5 separate regions of the Mus musculus genome follow, and regions 2, 3, 4 and 5 are each linked to region 1. Evidence: chromatin contacts called from public promoter capture Hi-C data. All regions are on one chromosome and are shown on one strand. The core of a region is the stretch at or near the end of the contact, and the rest is flanking DNA. Distances in the headings are between cores, read along the strand shown. Region 1 holds the start of U2surp (U2 snRNP-associated SURP domain containing). Region 2 holds the start of Cep70 (centrosomal protein 70). Region 3 holds the start of Faim (Fas apoptotic inhibitory molecule). Region 4 holds the start of Plscr2 (phospholipid scramblase 2). Region 5 holds the start of 4930579K19Rik (RIKEN cDNA 4930579K19 gene).

The links. Promoter capture Hi-C pulls out the DNA fragments that hold promoters and counts their contacts.
Region 2: a contact with region 1 is called in a promoter capture Hi-C map of pre-B cells, with 4 times the contacts expected there. The contact joins the promoter of Cep70 here to the promoter of U2surp in region 1. A contact is called at or near these places in 2 of 39 promoter capture datasets (erythroid cells and pre-B cells) and 1 of 484 Hi-C or Micro-C datasets (CD4 T cells).
Region 3: a promoter capture Hi-C map of pre-B cells shows a contact between it and region 1, with 6 times the contacts expected there. The contact joins the promoter of Faim here to the promoter of U2surp in region 1. A contact is called at or near these places in 1 of 39 promoter capture datasets (pre-B cells) and 2 of 484 Hi-C or Micro-C datasets (CD4 T cells and CD8 T cells).
Region 4: a promoter capture Hi-C map of the HPC-7 cell line shows a contact between it and region 1. The contact joins the promoter of Plscr2 here to the promoter of U2surp in region 1. A contact is called at or near these places in 2 of 39 promoter capture datasets (the HPC-7 cell line and cranial neural crest).
Region 5: a promoter capture Hi-C map of pre-B cells shows a contact between it and region 1. The contact joins the promoter of 4930579K19Rik here to the promoter of U2surp in region 1. A contact is called at or near these places in 1 of 39 promoter capture datasets (pre-B cells) and 1 of 484 Hi-C or Micro-C datasets (CD4 T cells).

Annotation. Positions count from the first base shown.
Region 1 is chr9:95,510,733-95,513,251 of GRCm38.p6, forward strand. It overlaps U2surp (U2 snRNP-associated SURP domain containing), which reads right to left and starts at 1,264. Exons shown (of 28, transcript NM_001357974.1): 1 at 1,085-1,264. The coding sequence starts at 1,129.
Region 2 is chr9:99,242,080-99,244,598 of GRCm38.p6, forward strand. Cep70 (centrosomal protein 70) reads left to right here and starts at 1,262. Exons shown (of 18, transcript NM_023873.4): 1 at 1,262-1,411.
Region 3 is chr9:98,985,114-98,987,632 of GRCm38.p6, forward strand. Faim (Fas apoptotic inhibitory molecule) reads left to right here and starts at 1,260. Exons shown (of 5, transcript NM_011810.3): 1 at 1,260-1,399.
Region 4 is chr9:92,274,343-92,276,861 of GRCm38.p6, forward strand. Plscr2 (phospholipid scramblase 2) reads left to right here and starts at 1,260. Exons shown (of 8, transcript NM_008880.3): 1 at 1,260-1,671.
Region 5 is chr9:98,562,347-98,564,865 of GRCm38.p6, forward strand. 4930579K19Rik (RIKEN cDNA 4930579K19 gene) reads right to left here and starts at 1,265. Exons shown (of 1, transcript NR_029444.1): 1 at 114-1,265. It overlaps Copb2 (coatomer protein complex, subunit beta 2 (beta prime)), which reads left to right and starts at 1,385. Exons shown (of 22, transcript NM_015827.2): 1 at 1,385-1,477. The coding sequence starts at 1,475.

The DNA of each region.
Region 1 (2,519 bases), core at 14-2,513:
ATTTAAAAATTAACAAATAAATAAACGTCAGCCTTATTAGAAAGAGAGCAAGTTTGGTTTGTTTCTCAAACCAAACAGCAAATGCAAACAGATAATCATACACTTTACGTTCCGAGACTCTTTAAATGTTATCCAACTCCTTATCTCTGCATCTCAAGCCTCGCCACTGGTTTATGGCAGTACTTAGGCATCTTTAATACCGAGATGGGGACGAGAATCTCCAAGCAAAATAATCCAAAATAGATAAGTAAATAAATGGGATTAAACACGCTGGCCAAAATGGCAACTAACACCAATTGTTAACCCAACCTTACTAACGCTTAATTACAGTTCAACGGTTTCCCAAGCAATGCACAGGGCTCCCTATAAACTCACATGTAAGGGCATTTGGGCAATTTCCACGTCTACCGTAGTTTCCCTTTCCAATGGAAACCCCACATACTGCTTGAGACCCTGAGTCTGCGGCCCTCAAGAGGGATGTTGTTCACTTTTCACTTCCCGGGAAGTGGGAGGAAAATCACATGGGAAGTGTGGCTCTAACCCTGAGGCTCAGAGAGCGGCTCCCTCCGCACGTCCCAACCCCAGGCCCTCCACTGGCGGGTCTCTCGCACACCCTTGCAACCCGTCCAGCCTAATTTCCTGGACGGCAAGGAGAGAAACCGTGTAAGGCCAGGAACGAGTAAGAGCCAAAGTAAAGAAGGGAGGACGAGGGGGGAAGAAACAGGCATCTAAGACCGGGAACCTTCCCGCCTCTCCCAGCCTCTAGCCCGCAGCCTCCGAGAGCAGCAAGGGGTGATACAAGGACGCCGGACCACCTCGGAACCACTGCTCTGACCCACAAAGCCGAACGAGGTGACCAGCCCCGCTCGCCACCAGGCACGCTGGTGTGGGGCTGAATCCCAGTCGGGACGGACGCGCGCTCGGGCCTCTCAACCTGCGCACCTTGGTGCAGCGGTGCCAGGCCCACTGTGGCCAACAGGCCTCAGCCCCTCGCCCCAGGAAACCCTCGAAGGCCAGAGGCTTCTGTAGGCCCTCGACCACGGTGAGAGACCCCCCTGACTGACGGAGATCTCTAAGAAACTACCTTTGAACTGGCCTTCTGAGATCCGCCTGGCGTTTTGTCGGCCATCTTGAGCTTTGCTCCTCCTTCAGCGGAGGCAGCAGCGCGGGTGAGTCGAGCACCGAGAGAACAGATAGCAGCCGAGCGCGCCAGAAAGGCTGCCAGGCCGAATAGCCGAACGCCGAGACGGAGACCTCCGCGGCGCCGGGGCCGCGTGACTTCCGCGTCGAGGCGCTTTTACGCGCCCCGCCCACCCCGCTCGCCTTCCGGTGAATTGCGGCGCCCAGTCACGTCACGCGCCTGCGGAATTTAGGGACTCTCCTTGACCCGACTTTCAAGGCCAACTGATAATTCAGTCATTTTCCTCCCAGAGCCAACCGGCGTTAGATGCGAGCGGGTTCTACTTCCTGAGGGGGGAAGGAAGCTGCTCTTTTAAAGCAACTGCAGTAGCCACGTGAGCCGAGCGTCTCACCTCAGCTGATGAGGCAGTTCGTCGAGACACTTTGCCGCACGATCCCCCAGGGGGCACAGGCCTTGGTGGCAAGGCAAATTTGCAATCTGCTCACGTTAAAAAATGGTGAGCAGTGACTTCAGAGTTGAGAAAAAACAGGGAAATAGGATAAAAACTGTTTAGGACGTCGGAGCATGGTACCTGCATAGACTGGGCATGGAGTTGGGGAGGGATGGATCGTAATATAGACGCTGTTCTAAAACGAGCATGTTTATTGTTACTGTGCAGTACAGGCACGCCCTAGCAACTGTGGGGAGGTTAAAGGACAGTTTGAAGGAGTTGGTGGGATTTGGGGATCGAAATGAGGTTGGCAGGTTTGCTCAGCAAGTGCCTTTTTCCCTCTGAGACTTCTGGCTACCCGCACCTATTTCTTTGAAGCATAGTCGCAAAAGTTGTGTAGCAGAAGATAGCCTTGAACTGCTGATTTTCCCGCCTCAGGTCCTGGGAATTAGTCTTGGGCCACCATGTCTAAGCTTTTTGTTAATTGAAGGGAAGCGGGGAATGAGTAAGTTTGGTTTGATTTGGGTTTTTCCAGTTTGTCGGCATTCCACCCCTGGCTGTCCCTGTGCTGTAGACCAGGCTGACCTCAAACTCGGAGATCTGTCTCCCAAGTGCTGGGAGAAAACGTGTGTGCCATCACCTAGATTTCAGTTACAGATAAGGGTCAGACCTAGAGAAGAGGCTCAGAATTGGAGATGTGTGACAGGACCTGAGAATGGAAATAAATTCATTTGGGCTGGAGGGCACAGAACCGTATTATACTGTACTTTCATGCATAGCAACCGTTACTTTCTGATCGTTGGCTTCCTGTTACTACGGTTTCTATCTCTGGTACCTGGCTTATTTATACCTCATCGCCTACCACCAGATTTTATTGATATTTATTTATTTATTTATTTTGGTTTTTTCAAGACAGGGTTTCTCTGTGTAGTCCTGGCTGTCCTGGAA
Region 2 (2,519 bases), core at 12-2,511, 3.7 Mb after region 1:
AGTTTAGACTCACTGTGTGCCTAAACGTGGGCTTGAGAGCAGTACTCTCTTAAGAGATGTGCCCTTGGACCACCCAGAGAGAGTCACTTTAGTTGATGTATTAGGGTCACTAAGACCCTGATGGGACTTGCATTTCCCAAGTCCTTCTGGAAATGCCTGTTGTCAATACCGCCACCGTGTGGCTGTAAGTTGCAAGGACAACGATGGTAGATTCCTGAAAACTCGAGGTCATCCTTTAGACTGCGAACATGATTTTTTTTCCCTTACATATTTTGGATTTCTTAACCCACTTTTGGTTTTTGAAAAGAGTGGAGAAGGACCTTCGTTTTATTTTTTTCCTTGAGCCAAGGCCTCCTGTAGCTTCCGGTGGTCTTGACTTTTGCTATAAAGCCAGGGATGACCTTGAACTCCTGATCTGCCTGTACCTCCTAAATTCTGGAATTACAGGCACGTGTCAGCTCGCCTGTCTTAGGCCGTGTTGAAGAATCAAACCCAAGGGCTTCCCGGACGCTGAATTCTACCAACTGATCTACATCTCCAGTCCCTCTTCCCCACCAGGTTTAGAATCAGTCTTAATTATTTCTCAGCGGACAGTTGGTTCTCCCTCCTGGCTATACATTAGAATCACTTCGGGGAACCATATAAACTCTGGACGTGTGGGCCCCACTTTAGAGATCTTGACTTAATTAACCTGGAGGCCCATAGATCGTTTTCAAGGCTTTTCAGCTTATCTAAAGTTGAAGCAAGAGTTGTGCCTCATGTCCTTATGTAATCTTTTATCTCTGTAGCCACAAACCCTTTATTAACCAGTCTTATCAGTGTCTAACAGGAGCCCAAACTGCCTATCTAGACTGAGCTTCGTCAGGCAGGCATCTCAGTTCTTCGTAGACCTTTGAAAATATTCAAGGAGAAGGTGAAATGTTATCAAGAAATGCTTATTGGGGTTGCCCCGTGCAGACAGTTCCTGAAAAAGGCTCGCAGTCAGGGCGTGAGGGGGAGCTGTAGGGAGCGCAGGCATCCAGTGATAATAAGGCAGCCCCGGCCTCACTTTCACTTGCAACCGCAAATGTGTGTATTTCTAGCTTCTCGGGGATCAAAGAAACACCATGGTGACTGAGCGACTATCAGGCGGAGCGTCCAGGAAGTGTCAAAGCGCCTGCTACAAAGTAGCCGCAGCAAGTCCGGGTCCGGTGGGAGTGGAGGCGGGAAGAAGCCCCGCCCCGTGGGCGGAGCTAACGATAGAGCGCGGCGTGGACCCGCCTTCCCGGCGCGCCAGGTGGTGTTGTCCCGCCCCGCTGGGAGGCCATCGACTGCGTCAGTTCGATTGGTCAGCCTGGCTGCGCTAACGGTCGCGTAGGCGGGGCTTAGGCCGCGGGGGCGAGCGCGGTGGAAGCCACGGGCTGTGACCGAGGTGAGTGGCGCTTGGGGTCGCCGAGGACTTTACGTGGGCCCCCTTCAGGTGCACGCCCAAAGGTGGCTTCTCCGGAATCCGGAGCGTCCCACTCACCAGCCAGGGCCCTCAGAATGGAGTCGCCCCGGCTCCTACGCGCTAGCTAGGAAATGCGCGTGCAGGTGTGGGCGTGGACCTCCCTGCGGGGAGCCCGCCCGTCGCTTTGTGTCCCTCGCTCCTCACTCAACCTCTTCTCCCAGCCGAGTGTTGAAGGTGTGCGACCTGGTAGAGGAAGCAGGAACTGAGCTTAGACTCCTACATGGAATCGGCTGGGTTCCGGGCTAGCTCCAGTTCTCTTTGCGGCGCTGTCAGGTGATAGCGATTTGGAGCCAAGTGGGAGATCGCGGAGTAAAGGGTAGGCGAGTACCCCTCCTGTCAGACTCATTACAAATTTAAGGACTCCGCCTTTATGTGGGTCCACGTTGATTAATGTGAAAAACACAGCAAAGCCTAATCAAGGTTCCCACTATTATCAACTAATCAATAATTGTTCACGCCACGGTGCAGACGTAGAGAAAGAGGACAACCTTGGGCGTCGGTCATTGCCTCTACCTTGTTTGAGACAAGGTCTTTTGTTTTTCTGCATACTGTAGGGGATGGAGGGGAGAGCTGCAGAGTCCGATCTCCCTACAGGAGGCCCGGGGTTACAGAATTCTCGCCTCCTGTGGATTCTGAGGATTGCTTCTCAAGCTTTCTTGGGACAAGTGCCTTTACCCACTGAGCTGTCTCTCTAGCCTGCCACTTTATTTTGTAATCATATCAGCGCTGCAGGCATTGGTTTCAATCTTGTGCATTGCATGGATTTTTGTAAATAGTAAATAGCTAGTAAATGGTAAACCGTGAAGAGCAAGTTGCAATGTTGTTGGAATTGAATTGTTGATTCACGTTAAGGCAAGGTTTCATGCAGGCCGTCTGAGGACGACATTGAATTCCTGATCCTCCAACCTCTGAAATGCTGGGGTTACAGCTAAACACCACCACACCCAGCTATTATATTTATGGGGGTTTTGTTTTTTTTTTTTTTTTGTTTTTGTTTTTTGTTTTTTGAGGCAAGATTTCTTTATGTAGC
Region 3 (2,519 bases), core at 10-2,509, 3.5 Mb after region 1:
CTACTTGAACATTTCACCAATAATTGAAAAACACCATTTGGCATTTTAAAAATCTATTCATAGAAACTCTTTTATGTAAGGGGTACAATGTGTCTGCCATCTGTTTTGTCCAGTTCTCTCCCATTTGTCTATTCTTTTCTTTAAAAAAAATTTATTGCCATGACAGTCAGAAATTTCAGAATATTAAGTAGACCAGTGTTCTTTAATGTTGCAGATACCGTGCCTGAAACTTCTGCTTCATTAAATTTTACTACTTTAGTTTTTTGAAACAAGGCTTAGTTATAAAGCTTAGGGTAGCCTGGAACTTGCAATCCTCCTGTTTCAACCTCCTGAGGGCTGGGTAGATAGGCATGGTGATCCAAGCACTGGGGAGACTGAGGCAGGAGGGTCTGGAATCCAAGTGTGAGGCTCTTATGAATTACGTAGTGAGATTCTCTTAAATATCAACTAAACAGGCACAAACACTCCCAAATTAAATCTTTATCAGACTTAAAAAAAATCTCTCATTGGTTCGTTCCCTTTATATAAATGAAACTGTAGATTCTATCCGACATTACTTACTTACCTGTTTGTCTGAGACTTTACAATAGCATTAGGGACAATTCAGTGGTTGTGTGTTTGTACATATGTATTATATACACTAAAAATAATTTACATAACCCACGACCTCACCCAGGATAACTAAACGCCCTATTATATTATTGAACTCTATACTCTTTCCCTAAGGTTTGTCTGTCAGTAAGTGAAATTCAAACATCTCACTAAAGGAAGAAGTATATATAAAATAGGGAGACAAGGCGAGCAAAAACCTCTGGGCTAGGTGTAAGGCTCGGCAGCCAAACGACCCCTGTGGTCGTACAGAGGGTTTCAAAGGCTGGACTCTTCCACCTAAAATGACCGTTCTTATAGCAGAGAATGGAAGGCCGGCAGGGCAGTGGGAACAAAGGGTCTCAGCGGACGAGTTGCCTCTCCCGGAGGTGCGGGTTATCCGGAAGGCTACAAAAGCTGCTGTCAGACCTGCACAACAAACAAGAAAGTGACACCCACAGGGCCTAGGGGCAGCAGCGGCGCAGCAGGGCGCACCGCAGAGCGCTCAACTGTGCACAAGGGCGCAGAGCGGCGCACAGCAGGAGCAGGATTGGCCCCAAAGCGGAGGGTAGGCGGGGCCTATGGAGGCGGACACCGGGAATTGGTTTTCGCGCGGAGCGTGGGCGGAGCCTCTGAAAAGGGCTCTCGCACTCGCGCAGGCGCAGTAGGGCAGTGGGCGGGGTCTCGTTGAGCCCGGAAGGCAGTAGGAGGCTGGGCGCCCGGCATGCGGGTGCTGGAGCCCGGTGGGCGCGGCCGCGAGAGCTGCTGACTACGTCGTGGGATCGGGAGCCGGTGGCGGCGCGCGGAGCAGGTGAGCGCGGGAGACGGTGCTGGCAGCTTCGGCGGGCGCTTCCAGCTCGGCCTGGCCGAGCGGGCTCCGAGATGCGTGGTGCCCAGGCCTCGGTCGGCAGACAGCAAGCCGCAGTGTGGGCTCAGGGCAAGAGGCCCCGGAAAGAAGGGGTGTGGGGCGGCCACCCGAAGCTGCGGACCCTCCGGTGCCTCGGCGCAGTATTCGTGGCGCGGTCCGGAGTTCTCGGGCTTCGGACGTGTCCGAGTCTCGGTGCCGCTCCTGACTGCGTCCCAGGCGGCCCTTGGCCCAAATACCCCGGAGAGGTACCTACAAGTACCTACCTACACGTACCTCCAGGGGTTGTAGGAGGCCGAGCTAACCTCGCTCGGTGGTCGGGAGCTCTTGAGAGCAGCTCACTGCAGCATCCTTGCTGGCTGTGGCTACTTCCTTCGTGGAGGTTGGCTTTAGGGACAGATTTATTCCTGAATCGCTCTAGTGTTGCAATAAGCTCAACTCGAGTTGCTTAATGAAGGAGCCTGTTATCTTACAGCGGGCAGAGTGGGATTCTATAGTCTCTTCCTAGAATTCTGTTGTTTTTCTCATGCAAAGGCTGACTTGGAGACCTGTCTCAGGTATAGAATGAATTGGTTCAATGAAACCCAGCGAAATTACGCTGTACTCAAGGTGGAAGATGGTGGGACAGGTAACTTGAGTTGTTTTGCTGTTTAACCATCTAACGTTGCATTCAATCTGTCACCTGTAACAGCGAGTAAACACAAGTCTGAAAATTTGAAAATTGCCTTGTACTGCAACCAATGCTCATGTAAATGTCATTGTGGGCGGTGTTAGTGTCTGGTGACGTCATCATAATTAGATTAGATAAGCACCGTTTCTGAAATACCGAATGGATTTTGGAAATACAGTATATAGTAAAATCATCGTTAGTGATCTGGGGGTTGTTATTCCATATAAGGTTTTCTGCTAAAAGCAGACCTGTGCAGGTCATGGTGAGGCTTAGGACAGAGTGGTGGGGTCAGAACACAGGTGTGAAACAAGTGGTAATATGAAGGTATAATAACAAGGTATAATATGAATTATATTGATCACAACCAAAGTAAATTAAGAAAAAACCCTGTTGGGC
Region 4 (2,519 bases), core at 10-2,509, 3.2 Mb before region 1:
CACCTCTGATCAAGGGTGAGGAAGAAGCCTTTCATTATGTAGTCATGGCTCCCCCGCTCCCCCCCCCCCTTTGTCTGCCTATCAGGAGCTCTACTAGTCCCTCTCTAGAATTTTTATCTGTTGAGGAGTTTTTAAAAATTCTGTAGTCATTTTGTGGGGAGCAGTGAAGGGAGGCAGGAGAAACAGTCCAGCTTTGTGTGAAAGAAAAGCGAACTCAGGAAGTGAGGTGTCTGATGATTAACAAGTACACTTAAAGTTTAGACTTTACTGTGGTTGAGAGGTCACGAAAGCACTGAAAAGGGAGAGTCCAGAGTGCACCACACAGACAGGCTGAGCTGGGCCATGTGAGGAGAGGGGAGGGGAAGAGGAAGGCAGTAGAAGGGAGATAAGAGATGGTCTGCCAACTAAGGAGGGGATAGCCGGGGACAAGAGACTGGCCAAGAGGGTAAAGGATAGACCAAAAAACAAAACAAAACAACAACAACAAACCAAACAAACAAGGAAAACACCTAAAAAACAACAACCACAAACCAAACAAAAAGCAAGGCAAACCAAAAAAACATCCAGGTAACTTACATGATTGGATTTTATAGGGAAGAGCAGCCCAGCCTGTTGGCTGGAGGAGAATTTAGGGTACCAAACCAAATATGGCAGTCAGGCCCTGAAACGGGTAGGGAGTGAGGGATGCAGGGAGAACCAGGTAGCCAGCATTCAATTTCATATGTTAATGGAACTCAGCCCTTTGTCTCTGGTTTGAGACCTACTAAAGAGACTATTTCCAGCTTTTGTACTCAAGCTTGCATACTCTTCTCAATGACTAGAACATCTACAAGACATATATGTTAAAATTAGACTCTGCCTCCAGGTAGACAAAACACAAGCAGTCTTGTGGGTTTGGCTTGATATGACTAGCTGTTGCATCTGGAGAGCACTCTGGGTTGCCGTTCTGGTGCCATGAATATCGAGTGGCAGTATTTAATAAAGCCTCTTATTAAAACTTACCTGTGGTGGTGGTGAATCTCGGAGTGACCCCAGACCCATAACAGTCATAGGGAGACTCCGTCTCAAAGAGGCTCATTCACCTGAATGTGAACAACTGTCCCAAGATTGTGACAAAAATATAATAAGGAAAAATAATATTGGTGGTCCTACCGGCTCCTGCTGGTACTCAGTAGAAGAAGTTAGGCATTTGAGAACTATCGGGATATGCACTCTGACTCTCCTAACACAAAACAAAACAAAACAAAACAAGAAGGAAGGGAAAGCATTCCTGAGTCTCCTTTTGAATCAGTGCCAGCATTTGAAGAATGCAGTGGAGGTCAGAGTAAAGGGAATGCCAGTAAGTGTTCCTTTGGCGTTCCAGAACTGTGCACAGACCAGATATTCATTTCTACTGAGAGCCTCTGCCAGGAGCAGCTAACAATTCTCAAAGGACTTAGAACTCAGACAGGGTTTCAATTTGGTTGCGTATCTTTCCAGTCAGGAAAAGGAAATCTAAAGACTCAGGAAACAAAACCTAAACTGCCTCAAAGTCCAGGTGCTTTTTCTCCCTGACTTTAGTCTAGTGGAGTAGTGCAGCACCTATGCCTTTCTGAGAGGAGTCTGGAGAGCTGAGTCGCTGCTGGTGCTAGGATTCTAGGAATTCGCCTCACTTGGAGCTGCATGAGAAAGGTAAGCCAGATGCCCTCTAAAGAGATCCATGACCTTCACCGGACCCAGAACTTTTATAAGCCCTGCGAAGAGAAATCTGAGGGTGGAGATTTAAGCTGGAAGTTAGGAAAGGTGACCAAGAAGGTGACTGGGAAGGGGAGGTGGGCACACGGGCAAGGGAAGTACCTCTGCCTGGAGAGGTAAAATGTAGTTCAGTCAGGTTTGTCTGTGGGCAGGTAGGAGTTTCGGGTTATTTTCCTGTATCTTGTAACAAGCAGCCAGCCAGTTATTCACTTGTCCAGTGGATATTGCCTTTATGTGTTCTATTTCTTTCCATTTCAAGCCTCTTGGTTGTAAACAAAATTTCCTGTTTTATTAGGAGAAGGCTCTTAACTTATTGGAGGTCAGAGGCACCTCTTGTACTTTTGTAAAACAAACAAACAACCCCGTTAATTTTAGACACAAAGAGGCCGAAAGTACAGCGACTCCTCATGACTGAGTAATCAGACTTTGACAGCTGGCAGTTGGAACCAGTACCTGGGAGGTCTCACACATACGTTCAAGAGTAACTTGGCCCAGATAGCTCACCTCCAAGGGCCACTCTCAAAAGACAGTTATAGCTATAAACCATATTATTTAACAAGCAAGTGGAGTACCCGCATATCTATAGACAAAGCAGGAGCGTTAAGGCCAGTAATTGTTCTTATCGGTTTTAGTTAGACACACATTCCCTTTTAAGAGGGTGTTTTGAGAGTCTGCTTGCCTCTTTCTTGCAGCATATTTTATTAACCTTTTACGAATATCATTTCTGGTCTAGTGACTGCTATTACCTTATGCCTCTGCTTGTTATCCCCCTGGCCAGAGTCTAT
Region 5 (2,519 bases), core at 15-2,514, 3.1 Mb after region 1:
GACCTGCAGCAGCAAAAGATGGAGACACAAAATGAGCACGGCAGGTGGGGGCTTAACTCTCCAGCAGGTAAACTACAGGTGTTATATAGATTTAAGTATTATCAACAGGTTCTGTGGAATGGAGATGTTATTTTATTTTATATTTATTGATACTGTGTCAAATTAAAAATGCAAAGAGAATTAAGGAATCAAAAATAATAGAAGCCCAGCTATTCTCCACACTAGATATAGTTCACATTTTAAAAAGTTTCAACTAATTCTTGCAATTGGTTGCGCTACAGTATGCGATTATGTGATTATTCATGTCAATTATGTAAAAATCTCATTACTGAGAGAAAATTTGTTTTTACTGACAGAATAGTAAAAATGGATCTTTGAAAACTATCTGACTTTTTGTATATGAAAAACTGAGGCCTATAAATCTCCCAAGAGCCAGGCACTACCTAATGAAAACTCACCCTTACTTCTCTCAGGCTATACAATTCCTTTCTGGAAACCTAGGCTTTTCTCCAACTAGAGGTTTATAAGGAGCTAAGGGCAACTTCCATTTGTTTCATAGCATTATCTTTTTAAAAGGTGTGTGAAATCGATACACAATGTATTTGCACTTTTCCTGGCAATCATTTTTTTGAAATTCAACTAATTTATTAAAGAGCTATTTTGGCATAGCAGATAGAGCACTGGGCTTCCAGGGCGTATTCTCCCCTGAGCCCAGATCTTAACAACACTACTTACTATGCCATCTTGGCCAGTAAACCTGAGTTCTTTGAGTCTTACATTTCCAATCAATAAAACGGAGACGACTCCTACGTGATGTGGCAGTACCACCAACTGAAGGTACATAGCCAAACAAACGACCCGGTGGATGCTCTTTGAAGGGTAATCACCCGACTGCCTCCGGGAGCCTCCAGAACCAAGATCTCAGGGCTCCTCGGAGCCTCAAAGGCGGGAGCCGCGCCCACATCTTTTCCGCCTCGGTCGGTTTCACCCAAGACCCAGACACCGCTCTGGGCCCCGTTCCGGAGCCCGCTGGAGTACACAGTTTTAGAGCTTTCTTTTCTCTGCCAGAGGCTCACGCTGTTCGGATAGCGCTTCCGGGCCCCTCCACTGCTGCCGACGTTCAGCAGGAATCCAGCACTGCGCTCCATCTTCTTGCCTTTCTGAAACTGACCGAAGGTGAGCAGCCCAGACCGCCGCTAGTCACCGCCCAACTCTGGCCACAGCAATACACTCCATCAGCCAGCTCAGCAGCGGGAGACGCGGAAGTCCGCGTTACCTAGGAAACTGGGGCGGGACCATGCACGGACCGCCTTACGGAGGGTGTGCGCAGGCGCAGAGCCTGGCTCCGAGTACCGCGAGAGTCGCTTCCCGGAAGTTCCACGTCAGTGGGTTGGCCGGTCCACGGGTCGGTGGGTTCCTGAGTGTGTCGCCTTGAGCCTGTGACGGGCAGGGGCTCGCTCGGACAGTCGGAGCCATGGTAAGTCGGGCCTCAGGGGACAGAGAGTGGAGCCCACCGGCTGCGGCGGGTTCCCGGGGCTTCTTGGCTAGGAGCAGTAGCTAGAAGCGGTCTGCGCTGCTACTGCTGCGGCCTGACGGGGTCCTCCTGTCCCGTTGGCGTCCTGGGAGGAAGAAGGCCAGACCGGGAGGCTGCCGTGGTGACACAGTAGTGTAACTGGGTACCCGCGAAGGAGCGGCGCCCCCGACTCTCAGGGCGGTCAGGGCGCCTGTCAGTGCCCTTGCAGTCTGCACCGGGTCCGGTAGTGCAAGTAAATGCTAGAGTCAGGACTCGGATGCCAAAGGCAACTTTGACCAAGTCACTTTATTCTGTCATTGAGGGTGGTGCTTGCTAACCCACCTTCCAGGTTGCGTGAGGTGTTTGGTAGTGTGCAGGCACCACATTGCAAACTTAAGCAGAGGAAAACCAGAACTAAACAAAGTTAAATGTATATGGAGCCAGAGGTGAAATTTCAAATGCTATGGCAGCCCAGCTCGTCGTTTTCTAGTTGATGTTGATTGGGCCTTCTGTGCACACAGAGGATGACCTTTTTGGGGAAGGCCCTGAGATCTGCCTAACTTAGTTTTGAGACATATTTTTAATAGTCAATTAAAAATTGACTTTCCTTCTTCAATGTTTGTGAGTTCCATACCCACACATTGAACCAGCTTTCGGTGGAAGACATTTGAGGAAAACTGTTGTGTGAACATGTGCTGTCATAGTATACAACGACTCTTTACAACTTTGACCCCTGTATCGGTGTTCTAACTAATCTAGAGATGACCAGGAGTGATGGGTAAATTATAAGCACTTAAATAACTGAACGTGAGCGTTTTGATTTGGTGGAGGATACTGGAACCATGTGCAGAGATACTAAAAGATGGCTGTATTTTAAGTCTCGAGTAAAAAGTACAAAACATGACTTTATTTATTTGCTCACTCACCATAGGAGCATTTCACTGTCCTGCATTTTGCTAAACATTTACCAGCTGATTGTCACCGCAGCCTGTGGATAATTATGAGT